Linked DNA regions of Mus musculus: all the other regions are linked to region 2. The links are chromatin contacts, called in public HiChIP or PLAC-seq and promoter capture Hi-C maps. All regions are on one chromosome and are shown on one strand. The core of a region is the stretch at or near the end of the contact, and the rest is flanking DNA. Distances in the headings are between cores, read along the strand shown.

Evidence for each region. Promoter capture Hi-C pulls out the DNA fragments that hold promoters and counts their contacts. HiChIP or PLAC-seq counts read pairs in DNA pulled down with a chosen protein or histone mark.
Region 1: a promoter capture Hi-C map of embryonic stem cells shows a contact between it and region 2, with 4 times the contacts expected there. The contact joins the promoter of Mtor here to the promoter of Exosc10 in region 2. A contact is called at or near these places in 14 of 39 promoter capture datasets (the HPC-7 cell line, HPC-7-derived erythroid cells, cranial neural crest and 8 more), 14 of 484 Hi-C or Micro-C datasets (B cells, CD4 T cells, CD8 T cells and 8 more), 11 of 115 datasets of contacts at active chromatin or transcription factors (the 230-238 cell line, CD8 T cells, the SCID.adh cell line and 4 more) and 4 of 9 other capture datasets (adipose tissue, embryonic stem cells, liver and 1 more).
Region 3: an H3K27ac HiChIP or PLAC-seq map of embryonic stem cells shows a contact between it and region 2, with 7 read pairs. The contact joins the enhancer-like site here to the promoter of Exosc10 in region 2. A contact is called at or near these places in 2 of 39 promoter capture datasets (both in liver), 2 of 115 datasets of contacts at active chromatin or transcription factors (embryonic stem cells and microglia) and 3 of 9 other capture datasets (adipose tissue, liver and pancreatic islet).

What each region holds. Positions count from the first base shown.
Region 1 is chr4:148,447,182-148,449,881 of GRCm38.p6, reverse strand. It overlaps Mtor (mechanistic target of rapamycin kinase), which reads right to left and starts at 1,300. Exons shown (of 58, transcript NM_020009.2): 1 at 1,195-1,300.
Region 2 is chr4:148,557,054-148,559,753 of GRCm38.p6, reverse strand. It overlaps Exosc10 (exosome component 10), which reads right to left and starts at 1,335. Exons shown (of 25, transcript NM_016699.3): 1 at 1,176-1,335; 2 at 70-206. The coding sequence starts at 1,286. Mtor (mechanistic target of rapamycin kinase) reads right to left here. Exons shown (of 58, transcript NM_020009.2): 58 at 2,069-2,700.
Region 3 is chr4:148,649,778-148,652,477 of GRCm38.p6, reverse strand. It overlaps Gm572 (predicted gene 572), which reads right to left. Exons shown (of 12, transcript NM_001368835.1): 2 at 1,236-1,336. Among named protein-coding and RNA genes, the nearest start is that of Gm572, 7.8 kb to the right of the region's middle. Within about 2 kb of position 1,312, at least 25 of the 459 cell types and tissues checked have an H3K27ac peak or open chromatin away from gene starts, as enhancers often do. A contact at or near this core is called in embryonic stem cells and pancreatic islet, where this site is marked.

The DNA of each region.
Region 1 (2,700 bases), core at 51-2,550, 110 kb after region 2:
GTTTGAAGGTAAAAGCAAGGGAGGTGTGATTTAAAGCATACAAAAGGTTATATACAAGTACTGCACCATTTCATAGGACGAACAGGCATTCACTGGGTTGGGAAGGCAGTTCTAGAAACAAATACATACATACACACACACACACCATAGGAAATAGCAACACACTCAAATGGTGAGCTCAACACTATCACTCATTTTTCAACTATGTGATGTTTGTTCCCTCAATAAGTTTACCATCCAGGGGACCCCAATAAAGTGGCCATTAAAAAGGGGCTAGCCCACTATGCCATGGCAGTAACTAACATATACACCTATCCTGCCAGAGTATACTAAAAAACAAAAACAATTCCCGAAGCACTCTGGCTTTGAAAGAATCTGTGAGACACAGCCTAACATGCACAGAACCCCTTGTTCAATCCCCACCACCTCATAACCAAGGCACGATGCCACACATCTTTAAGCCCAGCACTGAGGGAGAGGCAAGAAATTCAAGGTCATGCCGGGGTTAGGGATAAACACAAAACATAAGGAGTAAAATAGTCTTGAAAGGCTTTCAAACGCTACACTACAGGGGGAATAAAATACTATAAAAGGAACTGGGCCGTTTTAGAGCGGAAGAAACCACTACTGAGCGTGTAAGCACACGAGGCAGCGGGAAGGAGACCGACTTGGACTTTCTATTCTCATCACGTCAGTAATTAGACAGTCACTTGAAGGTTTACCCACAAGCCAGCTGCCCCAGGCTGGATTCAAAGTAACTATTTGAGTCACAAATCCCAAAGGTTGTGAGAATGCCTTAGGGGAATTCGAGTTGAAAGGTTGAAACGTGAAGGGAGGGCGTGACCCTGAGGCTGACCCTGCGTGGGCGCGGAGGTCTGGGTTCCTGGCAGGTCTCCATGGTGAAGTGTAGGGGGCAGATCCCGAAACTGGAGCTCCTGGGGACAGGCTCCACCGTCAGTAGGTGGGTCTGGAGTTCCAGGTCCTGAGCCCGAGAAGGAGACCTAAATGCTCCACGGAAGGCCCGGAGCAGATCCGCCAGCCTGCGGGGGTCTCCCCGAGGGCGCGGAGCTGGTGCTGGGGCGCTGTACGGTTCAGACAGGCGGCTTCCCGGGCCTCCCCCAGCACGGCCCACACTGGCTGGGAGTCTGGCCGTCCCGCCAGCCGCAAGCGCCCGACTCCAGGCCCCAGACTCACCGCGCGGCTTCGGCCACCGCCTCAGCTGCCGCCGCCGGAGCCGGTACCGCCGCTTCAGGCCCCCAGCCTCAACACCCGCCTTCCCCGCTGTCTTCTAGGCCAGGGAGGTGGGGAGGGCGGGCTCGTAAGCGCTACAACCAATCAGCGGGCCGAGCTCGAAGATGGGGAGGAACATCCACCAATAATCATGAAGAATTGGAGCTTCGGGACCGGCTTCTCGAGGGCGGGGATTGTTCAAATAGACAAAACGAGCAACCAGTGGCAAGCAAAAGGAGGCGAAGGACTATTCCGAAGAGCCAATCAGTCGTGAGTTGACTTCGGTCACTTCCACGAACACTTCCGGTACGTCGCTACTACAAGTCCCCTCCACACACGCTGTGACCGTGTGGAGCCACGGTTTGGTACCCTAAGGACCTGTTGAAAGAACTGGGGCAGAGGTTAGGGATCGTGCTCGGGATGCTGAGAAGGGGCCGAGTGTCCGACGCTCTCGAATCACTGCAGAAGACATATCTTGGAAATCGGTTCACTGAGGAACTCTTGCTTTCTCGTTTGTAAAACTGAATATGCATTTGCAAGGGTTTTTTTGTTTTTGTTTTTGTTTTTTTTTATTCTCACTGTCCCCAAATTGCCTTACTTGTGAGCTCATTCTCAGGATAAGATGATCACCGAACTACTTTAAATACAAGATTTTAAAGAAAAATCCTTAAAAATTTTTTTTTATTTTTCAAACGGGCAATAGCCGGAGCTAGGGATGTAAACCAGTCGATAAGAGTGTTTGCCCACCCCGGCGTGGTGGTGCACGCCTTTAATCCCAGCACTTGGGAGGTAGAGGCAGGTGGATTTCTGAGTTCGAGGCCAGCCTAGTCTACAGAGTGAGTTCCAGGACAGCCAGGACTACACAGAGAAACCCTGTCTCGAAAAACCAAAAATAAAGAGTGTTTGCCCGATAGGCATGAAAGTCGTGGGTTCAATTCCCAGCACTGTGTAAAGTGCATGCCTGTCTTCCCAGAACTCTGGTGGTGGAGGTTTAGAGGGTCAGAAATTCAAGGTTGAACTAGGGAGATTTCTCAGTGTTTAAGGCCCTTCCAGAGAACCTGCTCCAATATATAAAAATGTATCATTAAAATTTTTCATATGAAATTTATGCAGATCTTTTGTTTAAATCTTTATTTTTTTATCAGTGTTGTAATACACACTGAAAATTCCTAAATAGCTTGAATTAGGAATTTGAGTGAACTATTAAACACATTAATATTAAAAGAAACATGTGAAGCTATTAGTAATGATAATGCAGATAAATATTTGCTAGTAAGGTAAAGATTTCCAATTAGTTGAAAGCGTTAAATGTTTTTAAGTTAAAAAACAAATTAAAAACACACCAAAGTACAAGTTATACTACAATACAACCCTTTATAAAGCATTGATAACACTTCCTAGATACTAATTTGGGGAAATGCCAACTAAAATGTAATGAGATTTGGGGAAGACACACTTTCTTTAGACTGT
Region 2 (2,700 bases), core at 86-2,585:
AGTTAGTGCTCTTAACCGCTCAGCCATCTCTCCAGCCCCTCTTTCTTTCAATCAACGTAATAAACTTACCACTGCAGTAACCTGTCTCCTTGTGTCTCACAGAATGCCTGGAAGGCAGGGAAACTTCTGTAAAAATCATACTCGTCACCGAACTGTGGCAGGCCCCCGGATGCCTTGGTAACTGCCACTACCGACCCAAGTGCAAACTGAAAATCCAGAGAAAAAGACACATTTTAGACACGGATTCCTGTCCATTCAACAGAAATAAATAAAAAAAAAAAACCTCACAAGAGCTGGAGAGACTCAGTGTTAAAAGAGCGCTTAGCACTTCTCTTACAGGACCTGGGTTAGGATGGGCTCAGACATACAGAGATCCGCCTGCCTCTGCCTCCCAAGTGCTGGGATTAAAGGTGTGCACCACTCCCACCCCACTCAGATGACCATTTTATATCCAGTGCTTTCGATAAGACTGTTGTGAGGTAGTTAAGGGTAAACAATCAGAAGCAGCTGTCGTTGATAAATAATGGGTCACAGACCCACCAATACCCTGCCTGCTTACATTATGATTCATAACGGTAGCAAAATTACTGTTACAAATTAGCGACGAAAATAATATATTTTTTTAAACTAACAAGAGGATCGCAATTTACTTTGAAGTTAATGTCTACATAGATTGCTTGCAGCAAGGCCATCAATGAAAATGATCTTACGGTTGGGGGACCCCGGCAGATGGGAGGTGTGAAGGCCTAATGACAGCATCATGAATTTTGTGAACAAAGACTTTAAATAAATTAAAAAAAAAAAAACTCTATGCTCCTTCTCAAGAGGTCCTTTGACACTTGGAGAGGCTTGATGTCACCCGTGACGGGGGACAGTCAACCCACGAGATTGGGGTAACGGACGTCAGGGCAGCAGCGGGGTGAGCAATGGGAGGGAGCGTCTCCCAGCTGTCGGGCCCCTCGGGAGAGGTAGTGACAAGGACGCCCCTCCGAGGCCGCGGACACGGCTCGACACGCGAAGCCACACGCGCTCACACCGGAAGCGCGGAGCCCTCCTCTCCCGCTCTCCGTGCGCGCCGTCAGGCCGCCGTGACGGGCGCCGGAAGCCCGTAGCCTCAGACCCGTTTCCGGCCAGAACAGGGGGCTCCTGGGGAGCCCCAGGGCCCGCGAACTCACCTTTACGAAGCTGTCTGCATCGGGGAAGCCAGGCAGTACCATCTCCGCGTCAGGCTTGGTCGCACTGGTCGCCGGCGCGGACTGATGCTCCCGGGGACTGGGAGGCGCCATTTTTCCGTCCTAGGGCGGCTCTTCTCGCGAGATTGTTCCGGCTGCCCGAGGCGGGCGTAACACGCATGCGCGCGGTTAAATCCTCCCCCCACCCCTCACCAAGTAGCGTAGCTTTGTGGGTCTTGCCTTAACGATGGGGAAATTTAGGCTTTTCTTTGATTTCACGCTGTATCCTAACAAACCTGTGGCCTCGCCTGAGAACTGGAGGGAGGGTACAATCAAAATCACATTTAAAGCTAGCTCTTCACCTCCGATCCGCCTGCCTCATCCACTCAAGTGCTGGGATTAAAGACGTGCAAAACCACGTTAGGATTGGGTTTTTCCAATTTGTTTAAAACATTGGGCGAGGGAGGGAAGGGAGGTTTTGAAGCAGTTAAGAACACTCGCTGTTTTTTTTTAAAGAGGACCACAGCACGCAGGCTTGAAGTTCATGACCACTTGTAACTCCAGTTCCAAGGGAGCAGATGACTTCAACTGGCTGACATGGGCACCCATACACATACATACATGTGCCATACTGATAAAGTGACACGCCTATGTGTGTGTGTGTGTATGTATGTATGTATGTATGTATGTATGTATGTATGTATGTATTCTCGTTTATTATGACAGGGTTTTCTGTGTAGTCCTGAAACTCAAGAGACCCATGGTTGCCTGTCTAGTGCTGGAATGTAATGGTGTTAGCTCCTGTGCCTGTTAGTCAGTGGCTCACCACTGAGTTTAATCCAAAGCCCAATAACAGAATTTACAAAATGATGAACAGAAAGCCAGTCATACACATATATGCTTTTAAAATTCTGATGTCATTTATTGGCACAAAATTTACTCAGATACAACGTGGTGTCTAGATGTGGCTTTACTTTATACTTTGTGTATTTAGTTGGATATTTACTTTGCTTATAACTCACAACCTGCTCTAGTGTGTCCCTCTGTGATCAGCATTTATGTTCTGAGTCCCTGCTGCAAATACAGCATATCCCTCCCTCACTGAACACAGTAGAGCCAGTGTGGCCCCGCATGGAGATCCTTGGCACACCTGCTCATGCCCGGTGGCCAGGCTTCTGAACAAATGTCCTCCTGGAAGGGCAGGTCTTGTGAGTTTCAGCATCGTGGGGTCAGGCGGAAGACAGACTCTCTTAGCCATGTTGGCCCATCCTGCAAATGTCGCCACTGCATCCAGGGACGGGTGAGGTAACAGGATAGTGGAGTGCCGACCTCTGTGTCCTTGCCGTTGGAGCCCCTGGTTGAGAGGACCAACTGGATTATTCTGTCAGCAATGTTTATGATGAGTTTTCTTGTAAGTTAAGTCAAAACCCGTATTTCTCAGTTACCCATCTTCTGTTCTCCCAAAATCCAAGGCTTGGCTTCTGAAGGATTACTGTGTTTCACTGTCCTGGGAACTGAATCAAGCCTT
Region 3 (2,700 bases), core at 63-2,562, 93 kb before region 2:
TATTTTATGTATATGAGTACATTGTTGCTATACAGATGGTGTGAGCATCATGTGGTTGCTGGGAATAGAACTCTGGACCTCTGCTCGCTCCGGGCCCCACTCATTCCAGCCCAAAGATTTATTTATTTATTATGTAAGTACACTGTAGCTGTGTACACAGATGGCTCACAACCATCCGTAATAAGATCTGATGCCCTCTTCTGGTGTGTCTGAAGACAGCTACAGTGTGCGTAGATATAATAATAAATAAATCTTTTTTTTTTTAAAAAAGGAGGGAGTTGGGTGGAGGATCACAACACAGGGCTTGAACCAGAATAAACGTTCAGCAAACATGTGCTACTCTTGTTGTATCTTTTGTGTGGTGAGTGACTGACAATGGAGACCCCAGGACTCAACTGGTTTGAGGAAGTCTGGGCTCTACTAGTCTTTGCCAGGAGATTGATGATAAGTCCCTCACTCCTCTGCACTCTAATGTAAAAATGAGTTAGTGATCCTGGTGCAGTGGTGCACACCTTTAATCCCAGCACTTGAGAGTCAAGAGGCCAGGAGATTTCTTCAAGTTCAAAGCTAGCCTGTCTATATAACAAGTTCCAGGCCAGACAAAGCTGTATATTGAGACCCTGTACCAAAAAACAAAACAAGCTAGGCAGTGGCACACACCTTTGATCCCAGTACTCAGAAGGCAGAGGTAGGCAGATCTCTGAGGCCAGCCTGGTCTGCATCAGAGAGAGTTCCAAAAGGACAGCAGGGGCAACAGAGAAACCTTGTCTTGAAAAAAGCAAAAATCAAACAACAAAGGTCTGGCAATGGTGGCGCACACCTTTAATCCCAGCACTCAGGAGGCAGAGGCAGGCGGATTTCTGAGTTCAAGGCCAGCGTGATCTACATAGTGAGCCCAGGACAGCCAGGGCTACACAGAGAAACCGTGTCTCAAAACAAACAAACAAACAGCAAAGGTGAAAACAACAAACTGTGTTGCCGCCAAGTCTCCCTGCCAGGCCTGGTGCAGAGCCTGTGCCAGATACTTCAAAACAAGTGCTGCCATCCATGTGAGGAAGCCTGGTCCTGCCTCTGGCACCAGCTGCCCTGAGAATCCCAGCACTTGGGCGGCCATCCAGGCCGGTGTGCTGGCTACAGATGCCTTCTGCCTTCCATGTAAGCATGGCAAGTTGTCCGTCTGAGGAGAGGGGACCGCCCAAAGCCTGTTGTGAACCAGAAAAGCTTGATTGATTTACCTGTCAGAGCTCCATGCGCTGGGCGAGGCCTGTCCTTGTTTGACCTGACAGGGAGGATCCATGGGAACACAGCAGGCTGAATGCAAGCCAGACAGATGGCCCTGCAAGGAAGAGCGAAGGGCATGGAGCAGGTGCCCAGCCCAGCAGGGCTGCCTCGGCTGTCTTCATACAGCCGGGCAATTATATCTCATTTTTGGTTCTGTTTTCTTTTCATTTTTTCTTGCTTTTATTGTTGTTGTGTTGTGTTGTGTTTTAAGACAGTGTGCTAATCTTAACCTCGCTATACAGCCCAGGCTAGCCTCTAACTTGGAATCCCTCCTGCCTTTGCCTACCAAATACCCAGATTACAGGTGCGCAGCATCTCCATTACAGCTCATCTAGTCAATTATATTTATGTATATATGGATTTTATTATTTTTTTATTTTTGCTCTGCTACGGGGTCAAATCCAGGGCATCAGAATGCTAAGCAAGCACTCTACCGCTGAATTACACCCTAGCCCCAGAGATATATTGTTTGCATGCCTACCATGGGCAGTAGCCAAGACTTGGACCAAGCAGCAAAGACAAAGAAAGAAATGAATAGTGGAATCTTCCATAGCAAGCAAGCACCAAAGAAGAAACAGGGATGAGAGGCAGGGACGGGAACTGGGGATGCTGAGGGAGGATACTTCCCAGGACATCAATGTAAAAAAAGGGTTTCCGAAAAGGCAACATTGTGATACAGATTTTACAATGAATCCACGTTAAGGATTAAGTCATTATTGATGAGGGAGCCCTGCAGATTTACAGCCAGTTTAAAGGAGAGAGAGAAAAAAGAAAAGAAAAAAGGAGGAGGAGGAGAACAAGAAGAAGAGGAGGAAGAGGAAGAGGAAGAGGAGGAAGAGGAGGAGGAGGAAGAGGAAGAGGAGGAGGAGGAGGAGGAGGAAGAGGAAGAAGAAGAAGAAGAAGAAGAAGAAGAAGAAGAAGAAGAAGAAGAAGAAGAAGAAGAAGAAGAAGAAGAAGAAGAAGAAGGTGGTTTTGTTCTAGAATCCAGGATGTTGGGATGAATTTGCTGACAGACTGACAGACTGACAGACTGACAGACAGACAGACTGCCACAAAGGGAGGCAGAAGTTCTGAATGAACATCCCTGTCACACACACCAACCCTTTGACAAGAATCCTTCCCACACCTCAGGGTTCTCCACAGCTTAAAGAACCACACAGTGTTAGACAGACGACTCCATCATTAAGTACACGATATTCGGGGAAAGCCAGCCTAGGTGAAGTGCACCCCTAATCCCTGCACCGGGGAAGCAGAGTCATGTGGTTCCTAGGGGCTCCCTGGCTAGCTCATCTGTCTGGATTGGTGAGCTTTAGGCTCAGTGAGAGAGCCTGTCTAAAAAAAAAAAAAAGTAAGATGGAGCCAGCACGGTGGTCACATCTTCAATCACATAGCTGGGATTCAGAAGCAGGTGGACCTCTG